Linked DNA regions of Mus musculus: region 1 is linked to region 2. A link is a contact called in public HiChIP or PLAC-seq data. All regions are on one chromosome and are shown on one strand. The core of a region is the stretch at or near the end of the contact, and the rest is flanking DNA. Distances in the headings are between cores, read along the strand shown. Region 1 overlaps Npas3 (neuronal PAS domain protein 3). Region 2 overlaps Npas3 (neuronal PAS domain protein 3).

What was found. HiChIP or PLAC-seq counts read pairs in DNA pulled down with a chosen protein or histone mark.
Region 1: an H3K27ac HiChIP or PLAC-seq map of oligodendrocyte precursor cells shows a contact between it and region 2, with 3 times the contacts expected there. The contact joins two enhancer-like sites. A contact is called at or near these places in 1 of 39 promoter capture datasets (stem cell-derived epiblast-like cells), 1 of 115 datasets of contacts at active chromatin or transcription factors (oligodendrocyte precursor cells) and 1 of 9 other capture datasets (embryonic tail).

The regions. Positions count from the first base shown.
Region 1 is chr12:53,862,975-53,867,029 of GRCm38.p6, forward strand. The region is part of intron 5 of Npas3 (neuronal PAS domain protein 3); the gene reads left to right. It overlaps Gm35614 (a long non-coding RNA gene), which reads left to right. Exons shown (of 2, transcript XR_381599.3): 2 at 1-4,055. Among named protein-coding and RNA genes, the nearest start is that of Gm35614, 33 kb to the left of the region's middle. Within about 2 kb of position 1,652, at least 18 of the 459 cell types and tissues checked have an H3K27ac peak or open chromatin away from gene starts, as enhancers often do. A contact at or near this core is called in oligodendrocyte precursor cells, where this site is marked.
Region 2 is chr12:53,290,079-53,293,650 of GRCm38.p6, forward strand. All of the region lies in intron 1 of Npas3 (neuronal PAS domain protein 3), which reads left to right. It overlaps Gm51419 (a long non-coding RNA gene), which reads left to right. Exons shown (of 2, transcript XR_003950183.1): 1 at 1-3,572. Among named protein-coding and RNA genes, the nearest start is that of 1700030L22Rik, 25 kb to the right of the region's middle. Within about 2 kb of position 2,158, at least 104 of the 459 cell types and tissues checked have an H3K27ac peak or open chromatin away from gene starts, as enhancers often do. A contact at or near this core is called in oligodendrocyte precursor cells, where this site is marked.

The DNA of each region.
Region 1 (4,055 bases), core at 402-2,901, 570 kb after region 2:
GAAGGCCACCAGCAAGAAACGATGGAGCTGTAGAGCAGTGTCAGAAACAAGCATTGGAATTGTATACATATACATTTATATGTATATATATTTAAAATTTACAAATTTTAAAGGCTCGTAAGAAAATAGTGAACAAAAATTTCTAAATAATTTTGAGAGAGGTGTCTCAGCAGTTAGGAGCACAGGCTGTCCTTGCAGAGGACCCAGGTTCAATTCTCATATGCACACATATGGCAGCTTACATCTATCTGTGACCCCAGTCCCTAGAATCCAACACCCTCTTCTGACTTCCTTGGGTTCCTGAACACACATGGTGCACATAAACACATGCAGGTACATACACATAAAAATAAACAGATAAATCTTATGTCTAAAGCAGAAAAAAAAAAATCACCCAAAGAAGTTTTAAAGAACCTTCAACGGGGAAGCTTTTCCAGCTGCGGCGCTTAGTCACAAAGAATGCCTCCATTCCTTGGCCTGCCCAGAGAGCCCTGCACTGTTTTGTCTTGAGTGGCATTCAGGATTTAGATGCATACATGTATTACTTGCCATATGAGATACTCGTGACACTGGATTTTTGATGTGGGAACCACTTGTTCTTGATCTCTGATGACCGAAGTGAATGAAATGCATAGCGGTGAAGGATCGCCAGTTGTCTTCAAAGAATATTATTGTCTTAGTCAGGGTTTCTATTCCTGCACACAACACCATGACAAAGAAGCAAGTTGGAGAGGAAAGGGTTTATTCAGCTTACACTTCCACGTTGCTGTCCATCACCAAAGGAAGTCAGGACTGGAACTCAAGCAGGTCAAGAAGCAGGAGCTGATGCAGAAGCCATGGAGGGATGGTACTTATGGCTTGCTTGCCCTGGCTTGCTCAACTTGCTTTCTTATAGAACCCAAGACTACCAGCCCAGAGATGGCACCACCCACCATGGGCTAGGCCCTCCCACCCTTGATCACTAATTGAGAAAATGCCTTACAGCTGGATCTCATGGAGGCACTTCCTCAAGGGAGGCTCCTTTCTCTGTGATAACTCCAGCCTGTGTCAAGTTGACACACAAAACCAGCCAGTAGAGTTCTCAAAGGATATGAGACTAAACTTAGGAAATATGACAAGTATAAGAGGGTCACTTTTCTCTTAAAATTCCAAGACCAGTTATTTGGCAGTAGTCATAAAACAGTGAGGTTGTGAGAAGACTTTGAGCCTGGAATCCCAGCTACACCAGACCTGCAGAGCAAAGCGTCTACTGCACACCAACTCACCTTCTGCTTAAGGTAGCAGAGGGATCATGAGGGATCACTGCTACCAGCCTTTGCTGTCAAAAGCCTCTCTACCTTCTCTGAGTCTATACAACTCAAGATAATCTCACAAAGAGTCTCTTGCATTCACTCATTGTCTGTATCCATTCATTCATATTTATTCTGCATATATTTGTTGGCCACTGGCCATGCATTATGCTAGCCCTGGGGGTGCCATAATATTCATAACATCCTGGCCTCTGACTACATGATCCAAAAGACTTTGGTGACAGTGATATCTTTGTTAGGATGTCCTAAGAATGAAGGGATTCATCAGTATCACAAGTCTGACTTGTGTTCTCTGTCATGGCTTCTTTAGCATAGGGATGGCAGTCTAGTGAGTGTCTCCCCTGTGGGAACTCATGGACTCTTGCCAGGTGCCCGTCTCTGTGCTGGACTGCAAAGCCATCTTTCTCCCTCCCTCATGCTACCTGTTCTGTCAGTGTAGATGACTTTAAAACAATGCCTTCTGCTTTTCTTCTTGGTTTCTTAGCATGGTGGCTGGTCTGGTAGGAGCTCCATACAAACATTTACACCAATGCCCATCCCCTCCGTTTGATTAGAAAATGAAAAGGTTTGTTTCCCAGCTACCCAGGGATGAGCTGGAGAAGCACACCAGCTTCTGGCAAGTGGTCAGAGCTCCACATCCGTGTATGGCAATTTGCCACAGACCAACCTTGAAAGGAGTCAAGGCCAAGCAGAATTGCTGAGAGGCGATTTGGGCTGTGTGATCCAAGCCTCTCTGTGTCTTACCAGCATAATCTGATTTGATTCTCAGGGCTTAATTACACCGGTAGAAACCTTATGTAGGAAATTTTCCACCTACCACATCTAATTAGATATGTCCCCCAAAACTTGAACCTTGGGTCACTGCAGTTTACCTAAGCACAGTAAAAGCTCTCTGTCTTAGCTCATTATCCGCATAGCTCCTTCCCCGGGGAGAGTGTATAGCATACCCTTTAACCTGGAAATGATGTGGCTGCCCAGAGGGAGAGAATCCACACACAGAAAAAGAACAATCTGTGGCTGGCCCTGACACTCAGAGTTTGTGTGTGCATGAAGAGGCCCCCCACGTGCCTCTTGAGAGTCTCCAATGCCCCTACCACTGCTACCCAGGCACTGCCTCTCCTTTTATCTTCACAGTATTGCTGTGTGGGAAATAGAGAAGTCTTACCAGTTTTCACAAAGAGAGGGAAATTATAGCTTGCTGACTGACCTCTGAGAGATCAGAAATGTGTGCTGAGTCCACCTCATATTCTCTACGTGTGGGACGGGATGAGTGGCGCAGTCTTGGAATAGGTAGCCTAACTGACTCCTAGCTTGCCCTCTGCCTCCCTCCCCCTACCACGCTTTCATCCCCAGCACAAAGGAAAACCAGCTTGACATAGGCACACTCATCAACTAAGTATTTATAAAGACCCTGAAAGCTGCAGAGAGGAGTATAAAGGCATTTAAGATGTGTGTTCTGTATCATTGGAAAGCTTAAACCTAAATTGTAGAAATAAGGCAGAGACATTAACATTTAAGGGGTGATACATAGTCTCCACTGATGGAGTGCTGGGTGACTCAGTGTCTCAGTAGGACAGAGGCAAGAAAGAACACGTGGCTAAACAGGGAATATAAAATGGGAGTGGACCAGACTATGACTAATGAGTAAAATGGATCTGCTGGGAGAAGGGCATCCATGTGGAGAAAACTAGGTGAGCAAATGCTAGCGACAGAAATAGGCAAAGCATTTTGATGCAAAGCAAATTGCTGAAACACAAATCAGAATTTACATAGAGATGAGGTGGAAAGTCTTTTCAAACTGGTAGACTGGGAACTCTTAAACACCAACTGACCTTTTTAGATAGGAGCATGATGATAATCTTTTAAGGGTGATTCGAGTGACGGAATAAAACAGAGATTCTCTTTTTCCAAACCCTCACCATCCTCTGTGTCTCACAACCTCTGCCTCAACCTCATTTCTCACAGCGTTTAGCAAATCACTAAGCATTCTGCATTATCTAACATACCCCGACATTACAGTGCTACCTAGGGAATTTGTTCTCGGTTTTCCTAAGGTATCACAGCAGGTCAGATGTGATAAAGCTTGTGATGACCTCTGCTTGCATTACCTACATACAGCAGTTGGCCTGGCATGAAACAGACAGTTGTTGTCACTAGAATCCATGCTCCATGGAAGCCAGTGAAATTTCCCTGCCCTACATTTACCCAATGCTTGCTCTGTATGGAGCATGGCACATTATTGACGTGCCATCTCCAGTCCTCCCAACCATTCAGTGAGAAAAGAATGAACAGTGCTGGAGCTCCTCCAGAGCACCATTCATTTTACATGGCAGTGCTAATTGGTTAATTGGTACCAAATTCCCTTCTTTTAACTTCTCCTGGATCTTTTCTATATCTTTTATTCACCTGGAGTACCTGGTATAATTTATGATACATGAAAATGCTCATGCAATTTTAATATGTTTTATTATATTAAATTCCATACAGTATGCTTCTATAATATTTACCCCCAACTCCTTTCTCTAACTTCTCTACTCCGCACCCACCCCCAATTTGATGTCATCCTGGTTTTTTGTTTGTTTGTTTGTTTAATAATCTATGAAGTCCAGTTTGTGCTGCCCACATATGGGTGCAGAGCTATCCAGTGGAGCATAGTCAACCTACCCGGGGTCATGTTTTAAAGAAAACTGACTCGTCCTCCTTCGGAAGTCATCAACTCTCTATAGCTCCTTAGTTAAGAGTGTG
Region 2 (3,572 bases), core at 908-3,407:
ACCTTAGAATTTGGAGTGAAAAAATGGAGCGAGGATTCGTCTCATCCTGCTCCTCACGTATCTTCCACATGGATCCCAGTGATGTAGTCACGGAAAGTGTATCAACTTTTTAATGTGTATGCAATGAGAAGACTTTCAGATAGGATTAGATGTGTGAACAGGAATGATAAACTTTTCTTAACAAAAGAATGCTAGTTTGGTTCTTTGATCTTTGGGGATGCCCATCGCAGACGAGTAACTTTCTAAGTACTTGCCTGTCAGCTTTCCATAGGCCATTCTTACGTCATATTTTGAAGGACAATTAGATCGAAAGCAGCTTAGGTCTTGTAGCATTCACAAACTTTTCTGTAGCAGTGGTATCAGTGAGTTGAGGAGGCCTGGGATAGGATTTGCACGTGCATTTTTGAGATGGGAACTTCTTCAAAAAACACAATGGAACCACAATAATGTCCCCATTGTTCATTCTTAACAGAAGACCCATTTTCTTTCATAGGGTGGAAATAGTTGACATTAATTATCCTCAGTCATGTGAATATTCTGTGATTTTTTTTCCCCCCACTGTCTCCTAAAAGACTTTGTGGAAGGATGACCTCTGAGTCTGCAGCTCTGGCTTAGTCATTCAGAAGTTCTGAAGCTCAGGATCCGATTCCTAAAAATGGCTGCATCGAGGGATTTCTCTGATTGGATGTCAACCCCTCAAGTCCAGAGTATAGTGTGCAGAAGGATGTAAATAATTTGAGGACCAATTTATGTCGATTTCCTTTTAATGGGGGTTCTTTAAATTATGATAATGATTATCGCTAAAAATTTATGGGGGCCATATGTCCTGGCATGTCTAAATATCCTGTCTTAGCAAGGCCTGCTTATCGTCACCTAAGGACACGCTGGTGAGGAGGAAGGCACATCTTAGTGGTGGGCTTGACAATAGAGCTCTCCATGACCTCTGTCTTACGTTCGTGGAATTTAGGCCATGTTTGAGTAGATGCTCCAGTGCGCTGTAGAATCTGTTGGGCTTTGCTTTCTAGTCGGTAACCTGCAGGACAGACATCCACACAACACAAGCACCACAGCCAGGGACTGCTTAGGAGGATTCGCCTTGCCTGCCGTGTTAGCTGTTCCTACGCAAATCATAACCCCCAGTGTTTCCTGCAGCATTTGTCTAATGCCAAAGAGACACGTTTTGTCTAGAAAACAAAAACTTCTGTTAGACTTTTAGCTTCTTTTAGACTTGACTTTCTTTTGGAATTTTCGGTGGAGGCTTTCTGAGGAAGTTTTTGGGTTTTTTTTTTTTTTTTCCACGTTTATTTGCTTGTTTCTACATATGTCCATGAAAGATTGTATTTATTGAACAAATGAAATGGAACTAAACTCCCAAGAGAGGGCATGCCATGGAAGAGGAAAGAAATCAGAGGCTGAGATCGGTCTCAAGGGCTCACAGGAGGACAAGCAGTCAGCCTACGTGTGTTTCACAAGGATGCTCAGGTCTTAGAGTCGGGGCCTGGATGTCAGCAGCTGAGTCTCCATAATGCATGGGAAGGATCTAGGAGAAGCTTTACGGTTCTGTCACAGCATGGCTGGTGAGAGAAGGTGGACGGTCGTGATCAAGGGCAGATGGCTGTGAGTGAGGCATCAGTCAGAAAGTCCACAGTGCTTCATGATTGACGTGAGTTAACCTGTCATTCAGAGAGGGCATAGAGTGGGCATTCTCACAGATACCTGAGTGGACATGGAATTCACCGGGGATTCTGAACTCTGTGGAATGCCACGCCCTTTCAGATTGCCACTGTGTAGCGGTAGTTTGGGGACCTCACTTTCAGAGACACGAGCAGGGGGCTCTGAGTTGACATCGCTCACTTGCGTTTGTATGATTTGCAGGGAGCATAAGAGCCACGGGCTTTCCTCCCCACAAATGTGCCCACACTTAAGCTTATGTTTTAGGAAAAAGGTAGGAATGTTCAGAAGTCTTAACCCGGGTTCCGCTGAGAAACGCATATGCTAATAAGGAGAAAGGGGAATGTGTTCTGTTCAATAGAAAATATTTTGGCTAGACTACCGGGTGCCTACCTTGCAAGGAATCACAGATATTTGGCATGTTCAGAAAAGCGTTGGACGGGGCTGATTTGTTCTGACCATCAGGAAGCTGTGGAGCCAGGACCCGGGGAGCCGTCTGTTTGCACTGGTTTATGGTGCTGAGGTCAGTGGAGAGGGAGGGTTTTGTTTCCATGACTGCATGTCAGTATATTTTTAAAATGTGACCTCCATCTAAAGGTGATACTAACAATAATCAATTCATACATGATTTTGAAATATTATTTGGTGGGGGCCCAGGTTGGAACTATCATCTTGAGGGGGCTACTGAGTCGTGGGCTCACCAAGTTTGTGGTGGCACTGCCGAGGATTGAGGGCAGGGTCGGACATTTTTTTCCAGCCGGCCTGTGGGAATGCAGGTCTCCCCTCCAGAGTGGATATGATTTTACTCGATTTTTTTTTTAAGGTGGAGAAATGAATGGGGCATGCATTCATGTTTTTCACCTAGGCCAAGTGGAAGACTTTGCAGTGATGTAACCCATTAGGCTAGAGAAGCTTTTCTGTGCACTGCCCCGCAGGGCCGAGAGTAAGTTATGAATGCCGCACTGTTCTCAGCCCAGAGGGCCTTGCCGGGAAGAGAGCGGTGTGCCTGGGCCCCAGCTATTGAGAAGATGCCAGTCAGGAATGAAAACGTCTTTCATGAAACTATAGCTAACTTCCCTGTGACACATTACCATAAAGCAGGGATATTTTAAAAACCAACAGTCTGAAAATACACACAATACTTCATAAAAGTCGGAAGGCTTTATGTTCGAGGGTGCATGTTGAGTGACTTAAAAATAGACAGGTTTGTGTCAGAATGCTTTTGAGGGAATTGTTCTAAGTAGCTTTCCTCCTCGCTCCCTCTGTCTGTTCACAGCTCTGGTTTCTTTTGCCTTTTGGTTGAAATTACAAAAGATGTCTTCTGAGACAAACGCTGGCCCATGACATCAGGACGAAGGAATGCTCGGCCTGGCCCAGCGTGTGTATAGCATCAGCTGCTTAACAAAATGTTACATTTTCCAGGGTGGATTTAAAAATTCCGGAGGATCCCTGAGTGTAGGGGCTGAGTTCAGACAGACTGTTACAGGAGCTCTTGTTAGAGGCATGCCAAAATGAGAATTTTTTTTTACGTTAATATTACAGACTTCCTACTCCCCTCCCCCGAAACAGAAAAATGTACTGTGGTCTGTATAAGACATATGATAAAAATTGATGGCTGTAACCACAGTAGGCTAGCATAGAATTTTAAATTTTGAAAAAATTATAGATGTTACAGATGTAAATTTGAATACTAAATTTTTGATTTGTTTTTTGAGTTAAATTTTGTGGACTTATATAACTCATATTCAGTGAGAATACATAAAATAATTTTAATTACTCTTTATTATTGTTAGGTCTTACCAGGACTTAATTTGGAACATTCCATATCATTTCCTGTATTTGGAGAGCACATAAACAGTTTGACCATAGTTCAGCATATGCATAAAATATTTATTTTTAAT